Linked DNA regions of Gossypium hirsutum: regions 1 and 2 are each linked to region 3. A link is a contact called in public Hi-C data. All regions are on one chromosome and are shown on one strand. Each heading gives the region's core, a stretch centred on a gene start, on an enhancer-like site or on the middle of the called end of the contact. The rest is flanking DNA. Distances are from core to core; before and after follow the strand shown.

What was found. A called contact is a pair of places that touch in the nucleus more often than the background predicts.
Region 1: a contact with region 3 is called in a Hi-C map of hypocotyl, with 4 times the contacts expected there. The contact joins the promoter of LOC107955207 here to the promoter of LOC107955201 in region 3. A contact is called at or near these places in 8 of 34 Hi-C or Micro-C datasets (callus, hypocotyl, leaf and 1 more).
Region 2: a Hi-C map of leaf shows a contact between it and region 3, with 1.9 times the contacts expected there. The contact joins the promoter of LOC107955210 here to the promoter of LOC107955201 in region 3. A contact is called at or near these places in 3 of 34 Hi-C or Micro-C datasets (all in leaf).

Annotation. Positions count from the first base shown.
Region 1 is chrD04:14,199,923-14,203,478 of Gossypium_hirsutum_v2.1, forward strand. LOC107955207 (cytosolic endo-beta-N-acetylglucosaminidase 1) reads right to left here and starts at 2,239. Exons shown (of 10, transcript XM_041092020.1): 1 at 1,756-2,239; 2 at 1,545-1,753; 3 at 922-1,059; 4 at 568-677; 5 at 366-477; 6 at 177-284. The coding sequence starts at 2,050. LOC107955206 (DEAD-box ATP-dependent RNA helicase 18) reads right to left here. Exons shown (of 11, transcript XM_016890936.2): 10 at 3,365-3,508; 11 at 2,290-2,918. The coding sequence ends at 2,648.
Region 2 is chrD04:14,250,458-14,254,455 of Gossypium_hirsutum_v2.1, forward strand. LOC107955210 (amino acid transporter AVT6C) reads left to right here and starts at 2,745. Exons shown (of 5, transcript XM_016890940.2): 1 at 2,745-3,284; 2 at 3,442-3,594; 3 at 3,740-3,943. The coding sequence starts at 2,918.
Region 3 is chrD04:14,060,553-14,064,374 of Gossypium_hirsutum_v2.1, forward strand. LOC107955201 (protein VAPYRIN) reads right to left here and starts at 2,485. Exons shown (of 2, transcript XM_016890929.2): 1 at 1,062-2,485; 2 at 1-794. The coding sequence starts at 2,057. The coding sequence ends at 375. LOC107955200 (probable methyltransferase PMT23) reads right to left here. Exons shown (of 8, transcript XM_016890928.2): 5 at 3,705-3,822; 6 at 3,253-3,507; 7 at 2,982-3,176; 8 at 2,486-2,889. The coding sequence ends at 2,700. LOC107955202 (a long non-coding RNA gene) reads left to right here and starts at 2,625. Exons shown (of 3, transcript XR_001699851.2): 1 at 2,625-3,201; 2 at 3,301-3,669; 3 at 3,774-3,822.

The DNA of each region.
Region 1 (3,556 bases), core at 989-3,488, 140 kb after region 3:
ATGAGATCAACATCTTTATGAATAAAACATCATCAAAATTAAAAATGCTAATCATAAATGTTAAGACTGTAAGGTTCCAAATTGACTTTTGAAACCAACCAAAAAGCCAAATTAAGGATATATATATATATATCTATATGCAAGAAACACTATTGTAAGATTTGTAAGAAACATACAGTCCATTGGCCACCACCAAATGTTCCCCTTCCAAATACATCTATCCCCATATAGACATCAAACTTTCTATCACCAGCAACTCTTGCTGAAAGCTTAGGATAGTCCTCCTGCAAGGTATACAAAAGGTTTTACATGTAACAAAAAGATAAAATTAAGGTTCATATGGATGGTAAAGTTAAAGGAAATACCTTCCATGTATAGTTAATGAAGATTCCATCACTAATATCAAAGAAAGGTTTATTCTTTTCATTCAGTTGATTTTGCCAGCTAAGTTCTCCATCAATTGTCACACTGTCATACCTGTGTCAACAACAAGTTTAATCAGACAAAATTTTAATACACTTCAAAAAATGTTGCATAATTAAATCACGGCTTCTCCTTTTCACAAACCATATAACCAAAGATCCAGGAAGGGAGGAGTGAATAGTCTGAGTTAAATGGCCAACAAATTCTTTCAGATTAGGAATTTGCCCGATGTCCACTTTAACCTCCAAATTGAGCTGCAAGGAAGCTTTCCTTGGTTAATTTGTTGAGACAGGACAGCCAATATATGAAGATCCCATACATTAGAGTGACATAAGGAAGAACTCTTATTTATATGATCTAACTGCCATGCTTCCTCCAAAATAGAATCAAACATTCTCTTAATTTCATCTTTCCTTGTCCTAAAAACTTAGCATCTTTGTATGTAACATGGTGTATGTGTGTATGTGCTGAGCTTTTTGATTGTTGTGTAGCACATACCAGCCATCCATCAAAGCCTAAAGCAACAGCGAGCTCGGCCAAGCGTTCAGCATACTTGTGAGCAGACTCTTTTGTGGAAAGCAGCTTCTTGCAAATAGCTGCGCCTTCATCCCATTCTGTGATAAATGTCCCCAATACCTTAGATTCCACAGACACAGGCAAAAAACATATATAAAGTTTCCTTTAGTCTCTAAAATCCCATAATCCAAAGAAAACGAAACAAGCTTTCAAAACACGCTGGATCACCATAACACATGAGCTACACCGGAAAAGGAGCAGAAACCATTTCTTGATTGAGCGGAAAGAAAAAGATTGTGCTTTTCTATAGATCATTAAAATTTATCGCAGTTGTTAATGCAATTTAAGCAAACTGTTCATAAGAAAGCAATTATAGTTAACTAGAGCTCTTTTTAAGGCCCAATGGAGATAAGGAACCTTTCTTTTAGCCTAAACCCATTTCTTTACTTAAGCAATATAAACATTTAGAAAGAAAAATCATAAATTCAAACATCGCCTGGCTTTATCAATTGAGTCAGCTGAACCCACCATTATTCCACTTGAAATAAGCCGAATTAAATACTTTTCAATCAGAAAAAAAAAAAGGTTCCAATGAGGGAACTGACCTTAACTCCATGCCTATGAGCAGTATTGGTCCAACAAGGAGGAGGCAGGGTGACCAAATTATGAGAAAAATAAACAAAAACATCGATCAAATACCAGTGCCAGATGGAGTAAGCGCCGGAATTATGGCCACCCTGGATCCACTTATCATCGACGTAGCCACCTTGCATGTCATGGCAAACCAAAAGCCTGGGCCTTGGAGGCAAAGCTGAATTGGGGGATGGAGAGGAACAGTGGATTTATTAAAAGGGTAGTGAAAAGAAGTAAAGTAAGAAGCGGAGTCAAGGTCTTCAAGGGAGTTGATGGGGTAAGAGATGGGAATGGAGGGCTTTGATGGGTCGAAGGGTGGTGGTGGGGGATCGGAGTTGTGGTCATCGGATTGATTGGGCATGATTTTTGCGATGAGATTGGTGATGGGTTTGAGGATTGAAGTGAAGAAATTGTGGAGATATAAGAGAGTTCTACGGGTTATAAAGAGACGGAGAAAATAGAGTAGGAGGCGAAGCATTGACTTGGGCGAACATGTGATGTGAGTTTGAAAGCTAAATTTCAAGGTGCCATCATGTTAGTTAGTTTGTTTGACCATAGGAAATAAAGCATCGGAAGTTAAAGATGGATAGCTGCTGCCTTTTATAGCACATTGATTGATTGCCTTTTTCTAAAAAATTACTTGGCATCTTCACTGTTCGATCTATCAATGACTAATGATTAAACTCACGTCAAAGAGGTACTTACTACTTAGGTAGGTAAAAGTAAAACTCTTTCTGCTTCTATTTTTTTTAATCACTAACACTCTAAAATCAAATGTATAAATCTGGTGCCCCTAACATACACATTACAATAGTTGTGACTGAATCAACAAAATAAAATGTGAAATAAACAAAATTCAGAGATTGGAACAATTATATAAATTCAGACATATCAATATGCTGCGCGACTACTTTCCATCACTTGAGCACCAAAACTGTACTTTCCCAGAAAATCCATTGTTAAAAGAGCTGTAAAGAATTGGTCTTCTAGAAAAAGTAACGATCGTAAGCTTCAAGCTCTTCATTCAGAAAGGGAAAGGGCAAGTCAAACCCTGCAAAACTACATACTTGAAAGTTCAAACTAAATCTTCAGTTCCTGTCAACTTTGCAAACTCAGTTTCATCAATAGCCCCCTTTTTTAGTTTCTTCAATAGCCGATATTCCCGGGTCAATTCCTCTTCATCTTCAATGGTTTGGGCAGCACGTCTCTGTTTAGCAGTTTTCTTCCTCATGACAGAGGCGGCAGCGTTTGTGGCCTTTTTGGGCTTCTCAGGTTTTGATTCTTGTTGCTCTCGTTCTTTCTTTGCTTGTAAATTTTTTTTCCTCTGTTTCTCACGAGATTTATCCCTACATAATTACCATAATTAGCAACTAGAAGATACATTAGATGCGCAAGGTATTGGTGAAGATAAAAAGGTTGGTCTTTAAAGGCCATAAGTAAAATGTTAATTGCTCAATTGAAGCTTAATTCAGGTGGCTCATGCAGCCACCCTGAGAAGTGGCATCAAGCAGGTCTAAGTTTCAAAACCTACCATCTTACATTCCTTCCCTTATCACAAACTGTGGCCTCCTTTATAAGAAAAAGGTTAACAGCTGAATCATTCTTAACATGGATATCATATTTGTCCTCCAATAGGATTCCAGGAAAAAAGTTATAATCAGTTGGGATTTCTACCAAAAAAGGAATCAAATAAAGAAGCATAGGTACTTAAGAAATTTCATTCACACTAATTCCAGTCAAACCAGTTAATCTGTTCAACAAGGCATAGTTGGAGATTCTGAAGAGTTCTTACTTAAACTTGATATCATCCATATTGATGTTCTCAACTGGAGTGAAACCCTCAGTGGAAAGCGAATGGTGCTTTACCTCAGGCATAGAAGGGAGCTGCAATAGACCATATCCTGTACCTAACTTTCCAATTTCAAGTTCTTTCCATCTGTCAGATAACAATATTAATTTACACAGAGAGAGTAGAAGAAGGCGG
Region 2 (3,998 bases), core at 1,495-3,994, 190 kb after region 3:
AATCAAAAGTGATTAAGGGCATCCTTCATGCTTAAATTGATATTATTGTTTAACTCAATTAATAGTAAAAAACACATTAATAATCTGGTCTTTCAACCATGTATAATAATTGACAAGAAAACAAAGGTTTAATGGGTTTTATCAGTGTTTCATCATCAAACCAGAATATATATGTTAGATATTGGTTTAATCAGCAGCATATGAAGTAGTGCAAATTCAAGGGCAAGTATAAAGGTCAAATAAGCTTATTCAGTGCATGCGTTAATAATGTCACTTTGGAACACATAAACGAAATATCAACATCTTTGATCAGATTAGCAGATGCTTTAGGTTTTGTGTATATTCTTATTGCAAAAAGTCGCCATTCATGCAATGACGAACTCTTCCTGTGAAGCTGCGAGTTGAAATAAGTCTACGAGCTTAACCAAAAGTGCGAGCTCATAAAAAGATGTGAGCTCAACTCAAGTTGCTTGTTAAGTAAGATGCGAGCTGTTATCAGTTGTTGGCAAACCCCAAATGTATTACAAGAAGGGTTGGCATATTCCGCTAATGATATTTTATAATTAGTTTGCTCAGTGTTAGTATTGATTTGACTTTTTTAGGTACTGACTTTTACCTAATCAATTTATGTATAAATTTCATCTTCGTATTTTTAAGGTGTTTTAGTGGAGTTTGTTGAATTATCTGTAACACTACACCCATATATATATTGTAATTCATGTGAAATGAAGATGATGATGAGAGAATTTGATAGCAGTAAAAAATTCTGCTAAGTATTTTTCCTTGTTTTCTCTGTTTTTGTTCTCTCAACTTCTAAACTCCAACAGTTCTATACAATTATTAACCAATGCTTGTTTGCCAAGTCACAACTTGGGCCGTATATATGGAGGATCAGTTCTTTCTCAAGTCGCTCTCCTAAAGTACCTTGAGTCATCTGCAAAACTGTTGTGTGATGAATTAATATCAAGGTTCTTAGACACAGGTGGGGGAGTTAAAGTTCCTTCTAAACTTCTCATAAGAAGCCAGTAGAGAATGAAGCTCAAGGACAGAACTCACTCTACGGAATCACCCCATAAAGATCCATCTTCAGCCTGAATGTCCACCTCATTGAAAACCTGAAAATATTTTTTTGTACAAAAATAAAAACTGCTAAATAAACGCACAACTTTTGGGTACCTATGGAAATGGTAGTATTAACTAATTACCATCGGTAGTTGAAGAATGGCCTAATTGTAAAGTGGATAGCTGCACACTTCTTGAATACAGCTCTTAACCCAGTTTATATCAATGTCCTGCACTGTTTGAAGCTGATCAATCTATCCAAGTAATTGGAGGTTTATAAAATAGTTCCAATAAAATTTTTTCCAGAAATACACACGGATTATTCAAAAAATAATAATGTTTGAAATCCAAAGGCTGTGTTGTTATGCCACTTGTTAATGACAGATAGATTAACAATCTTGGATAGATAATGATGAAAAAACGAGAACAATTAATGGGTAAAAGGTGAATTTTGTGGCCGAGGGTGTTTTAATGGTGGGCTTTTATTACGAGTTACTACAACGGTGAACGAAATAAGTGAATATTATATTTTCGGAGATCATGTGAACTGCAACGTAGCATTGTAAGTTACGTAGTTATGATTAGTATATTCATGACATCCAATAGACAAACCTCTTAACATAGAACCAATAGCTATGATTGGATGATTGGTTAGTGAGAAAGAAACCCTATTGGATGGCTTTAGTGAACAAAAATTGACGTCAGTCAACAAAGATAAACTATTGAAGGTAGATGAAGTTCAAAGTTATAGAACTGAAAATCATGTGGTTAGTCAAAAAGCTCCGACATTGAAAGCCTATGAAATGTGTCCAATAATTTCTTATAGTTACATGAAAAATTCAAAATATTTGAAAAATAAAGTAGGATAAGAATAATAACAATTTATTTGATTTTTTAAAAATCTTTTTAAGACTAGGCTATTACAATGAACCAGATCGTCTACTTTAGATATAGGTTTAATTAGCAGCATATGAACTGCTGCAAATTCAAGGGAAATGTAAAGATGCTAGAAGCTGATTTATGTTATCAGTACTTGGGCAGCGCATGTCTTGAGCTCTTCCCGATTGAGTATGGACTTCCGAACATTAAACGAAAACATCAACATCTTTCACCATATTCTGTTGCTTGCAGATCTTTGTACAGCCCCAAACGTACAGGAAAAACAAATATATATCTTTTTGGCCGGAACCCAGGTCCTTATCTAATTCCATATCTTTACACTTCACCATACCAAATTTAAAATTGTAGCTTTAGAACAAAGGGGGACTTGAATTTATTGTTATTTAAGAGAGAAACAGAGATAGTGACTGAATCATGTTAATAATAGCCATGGCTCCAGTTAATTAGATATTGGGCCCTTTCTGATCTGTAAAACTTGTTTTTAAGTTTGATCAGCTGCTAAATGATCTGTTATTTTCTTTCTCTTATAAAAGTCTCACGTTTTTCTACTGAAAGGCCGATAATGATTTTTTAACCTCCTTGCACTTCACTAGTTTTTGTCCCATGTGATTGAAACAACTATTTCTCCACTTTTTTATGAAGGAAATTCAATTTCGTACAGCTTCAAATCACCGTTCGCCACATATTCATGGAACAAGACAAACACATCATTACCCCACATCCAGCCTGTTCTCTACTCCAATTATTAATACTAATCTTCATTGAAAATGGCATTCCATCTTACCCCCTTCATTACATTATCCTATATTAAATCATTTCCTTTTTTCTGATGTCAGTTTTGTCATTTCACTACCCTTATTCCTATCTACCCTTGTCTCCATTAATGTGCAATAATACAGAACAAGACAACTGATAATCCTAACCAGAAGAAGAAAAAAAAAAGCTTCATCACCGGATGTCTTCTTCGGCCATCACCAGTGCAAATGCACCGCTCCTCGGGGAAAACAAGCCACCTGCAAAGCATACATCGGTCTCCAGCGCTGTGTTCAATGTGTCAACTAGCATTATTGGTGCTGGAATAATGTCAATCCCAGCAACTCTCAAGGTGCTAGGAGTAATCCCAGCATTTATGTTGATAGTGATTATAGCTTGGCTAGCAGACATCTCGGTTGAATTTCTGATGAGGTATACACATGCTGGGAAGTCAACCACTTATGCCGGTGTCATGAAGGAGTCGTTTGGGCGGATTGGATCTGTCCTGGTGCAGTTATGTGTCATTACAAATAATCTTGGTTGCTTGATCATTTATTTGATTATTATTGGTAAGTTCTTTTGCAGCTAGTAAGTTGTACAGGTTGTGGATAAGTTTCATAATCTATTTGAATAGTTCAACTTAGCTCTGTAATTATAGATAAGAGTCTGAAGCTATTTGAGTGATCATTGATAAAATGTTCTGATGTTTAGTACTGTGCTTTTTAGGGGATGTTCTTTCAGGAAATCAACCTGAAGGATCAGTGCACTTGGGCGTTTTACAAGAATGGTTTGGCATTCACTGGTGGAATTCCCGTGCCTTTTCAATCCTTTTCATTGTTGCTTTCGTTATGCTTCCATTGGTTTCATTTAGGCGTGTAGGTAAGGTTTTCTCCAAAAGATATGTCCTGTTTCTATATGAAGATGATTTCTTATCTTATATACAGAACTGAGTAATTATTGTTTATGTTATGATATTGAGTTTGTCGTCGAGAATCTTATCTGTTAACTTGGCCTGAATTTGCAGATGCATTAAGGTTCAGTTCTGCATTAGCAGTTTTTCTAGCTGTGCTGTTTGTTTCCATCAGTTCAGTGATGGCAATACATGCACTTATCGAAGGGAAAACCGAAACCCCGAGACTGCTGCCTTACTTGGACAGCAATGCCTCTTTTTTCGATCTCTTCACTGCTGTCCCGGTTATTGTAACAGCTTTCACTTTTCATTTCAATGGTAAGAGCGTTCTGGCATTCATATGAGTGCTTGTTTTCATGCTAGTTCTAGCATT
Region 3 (3,822 bases), core at 1,235-3,734:
GAAAATATTATATTTAACATTAAATTTAGTAGCTTAAAAATACCAAATTTATTGCTAAACATATTGATGATATAGTTAAAGCGGTTGTTAGGAATTTTGTCCGAATACACTAAAATATTTACTAATTTGATTAATAATGGATACTGTTTAAAAAGTAAATCACTACATAGCTTAGTTTTAGTTGCACTGGATAGAACCTGAAGAAGAAACATAAGGTGAGTCGTAGCCCCTGGGGTCTCTGTTTCCGTTTCTGTGAGCTTTTTCAAAAACCCATTGGGGATAAGTACTTCTATTGCTAAATTAAACTGCACAACTATCTCTATCTCTATGTTTGCTGTTATTGAATTCAAGTATTTTTCTCAGGTAAATACCTCCTAACCAGAAGAGGGAGAAGAGCAAGTTCCTCTGTTGAGAAGAAGCTGTGAGATATGATCATAACCCATAATTTTAGCCATGTATAGAGGAGAGACCCCTGTTTTGGTCTTGGCATTTGCATTGGCTCCATTATCAATCAATGCTTCAACCACCTCTACATCCCCACCTTCCACGGCCATATGCAAAGCGGTGTGGCCTTCATTGTCCTGGCGTTCCAAGTCCAATCCCATTTCTACAAGCACCAACACCACATCCGTGTGGCCTTTTATGGCCGCCACATGCAGCGGTGTCAAGCCGTATTGGTCTTGGAAATTCATGGAACCACCATTTTGTAAAAGGGATTGCAGCCGCCTCTTGTCTCCACATCTTGCCGCCATCAACACTTCCTTTCCACGTTCCATAATCTCCACCATCTCATCCTGCCATCATCAATAACAACTCACTTTTCCACTAAAAAGCTTCCATTGAATTTCCAAGGTGCCCAGACGTTAAGATGATTATTAGTATATTTTATAAAAATGTTTTGTTAATGCTAAAAATATAACAATTTCGATATAGAATCATAAATGCAAAATTAATTATTTTCAAAGGTGTTAATTACAAATGAAACTATATTTTTTATATTCCCAAGTTTTTGATCGAGAAATGGAATTCCCTGCCAAATTTTAAAAACCAAAACTACTTACATGCCCCTTATCACGAGCGTTATCAAGAGCTGAACGGCCACGATCGTCGCAAATTGTGGGGTCCGCATCCAATTGTATCAACATTTCAATCATCCTACGGTTCCCATTAGCTACAGCTCTGTGAAGTGCAGTCCTCCCATCATTGCTCTTTGCATTCTTCTCCGCACCCGATTCTAACAACATCTTAGCACACTCGATATTTCCCTTAGTCGCCGCCAAAAGCAACGGCGTTCTGCCTTCTTTGTCTCTCCGATCCAACGTCTCCCGTCTCCCCTTCCTTAACAACGTCTCAAGGTCTGCCGTCCGATCGAGTGCTACTGCCACGTGTAACTCATTCCATCCTTTCGATTCCCACCGTGGGTCCACCTGATAAAATCCCACATTGCTGTTATTTGCATCTTCTTCTTGATCCTCACGCGAGCCTATCCTTAAACCCGCTTCGAGCAGCAAATTCACCATGTTCTCCGAATTGTTATCCAACTGAGTCGCGACTCCGAGGAGTGACTCAGCTTCTTTCGTAGATAAATCATACAAAACCGATTTCTGCCGCTTGATAATGTTCTTCACTGCCTCAAAGTCCCCGCGGCTAACAGCATGTTGGAGAAGAAACGGCCCAACAAAGGCGACCTTGAGCTTGATGTCCTGAGTGGGTCGAGTTGAGAGCCAAGAACTGACCAAGCCGTACTGATTTGAGCCATAAGAGTCGAGGTCGAAAGGGGCAGTTCTGATGAGGAAACGATCGGAATGAGAGCGAGGAAAAGTGGGGGGGATGCGGTCTTGAGGTTTAAGGATGATTTGGAGGGCAATATGGGAAGAAGGGGGAACGAGTCCACTGGGGGGATTAACCAGGAATTTATGAGGTGAAGAAGTTTGGACTTTGAAAGCAACTGGGGAAGAAGGGCAAAGGGATCTTAAAACAAGGTTACAACGGCATTTGGTGTTGAGAATGAAGTTTATGCGTACTTCTGACTCTGAAATTTCAACCAAATTTTCCATTGCAGATGAAGTTTATATGTGTTATTGCGAATAACTAACCAAGCTGTAAATTGGCGGTGAAGGAACAGAGATATAGCAGTTGAAATTAAGGGAAGTGTCGACTGAGAATTGTTTAGCTTGCATGTGATCTTTGTTTAGGGACGATATTTGTTGTTGTCTGACACATTGTTCCCACTTAAGCTTGCATGTGATCTTGGACAAAATGGGTCGTCCTTATCAAATATATTTTTAATATCTTTTAGAAAAGAGAAATTTATATCAGACAAAGAAATAGAAATTGCTTTTAAATAATAAAATTGTGCCAATCAATTCTAAACCATTGTATCAGTATTTAAAAAAACAAAAAAAAGATAAGATGCGCTTGAGGAATTTTATATCAAGTAAAAACAAATAAATTGTGAGGGAGGCAGCACAACCATATTCATATTAAAAAAAAAAAACAATATGTAGATATTTTTTTATTCCTTTAAAGATGTAGAACAAAATGTCCAAATCCCTCTATTGGATGACCTTTTCTATACGGTTTACACCAAATATTATAAAAAAAAATAAAGAAGGTAAATGTCAAAAGTCTAATCCTTCTTCCTTGCAAATCGAAGAATAAAGTGGGAGTTGAAGTACCTTGGTCCGTGTTCCTTGCATTTAGTTTTTGGGACGCCAAAACCCCTTCTTCCCAACAAGAAATTGGCCTTCATAAAGACTTGTCGACCACTGTAGTGATCGCAGTACTGGATTCAGCTTCTGAATGGTTTCCATGGTGTCTTGAAGTAACAGATATCCACCAGGTCTCAGTATGCGATCCATTTCCACAGCTACATCTATAATGTTACATCTGACAGACAGGTCCAAAATCTTGCATCACCATTCTACATTATTCACTCTTTTTCAAGTACAAATCAGAGCAATAGATCATTACTTATATACCTCTCTTTACGGTTTTTGAAGAGAAAACTGGAATGCAGTAGATCATATGTTCGAGGGTATGTACTCAATGACTCGCACCAGTCATGATAGATTCCGATCAAGCCCCTTTCGAAAATAATGGACAAGGTATCTTGTGCATCAATTGGTACAACGTTCATCACCCAGAGAGGAAGCTCATTAAGTGCCGCCGCAAACCTGTAAAACCACTGCCTATAGTGTTGTAAGATTTCTTTATGATAGAAACCTGTAAAAACATTGTTCTATTTCTTACCCTCCATAACCAGCATTCATATCCATCACATTTCTTATACTAGCCCAGTTTATAGCTAGAGCATCAAAGTAGACATCAGATACAAGTGCAGCCCAATGTTTGGTGTCCTCATTGAATATAGCTTCGGCATCCGGTTCAGCTGGAAGGCTTTGAGGCTTATTCCTAAGCCTGTGGGGCCATGGTGAGGGCCAGCCAAGCAAATTACCGTTGCTATCAACTGGAAGTCTGGAAGTACAATGCCTAAGAGGCTTGTACCTGTCATTGTGAATTAGAAATCTCAAGAAGCAATTTCAACATAAATAGAGGGTAGCACCTTTTATGCCAACATTATTTTAGGACAGAACACTCTGCCTACACATAACAAGTGGCACACAGAGCTGTGAACATGTTGAAGCATGCCTTTCGAGTGTAAGCAATGTAATAATATTATATACTAGATCATAAAAGATTACCATGAGACTTCCTTCTTAGTTTTCCGATCACATAATGGTGGACGTTTTGTTCTGTCGTGTGCATAACAGGAATATGAGGAAGGCTTTTGATATATTACAAGCCCAATTTCAGTTGAAT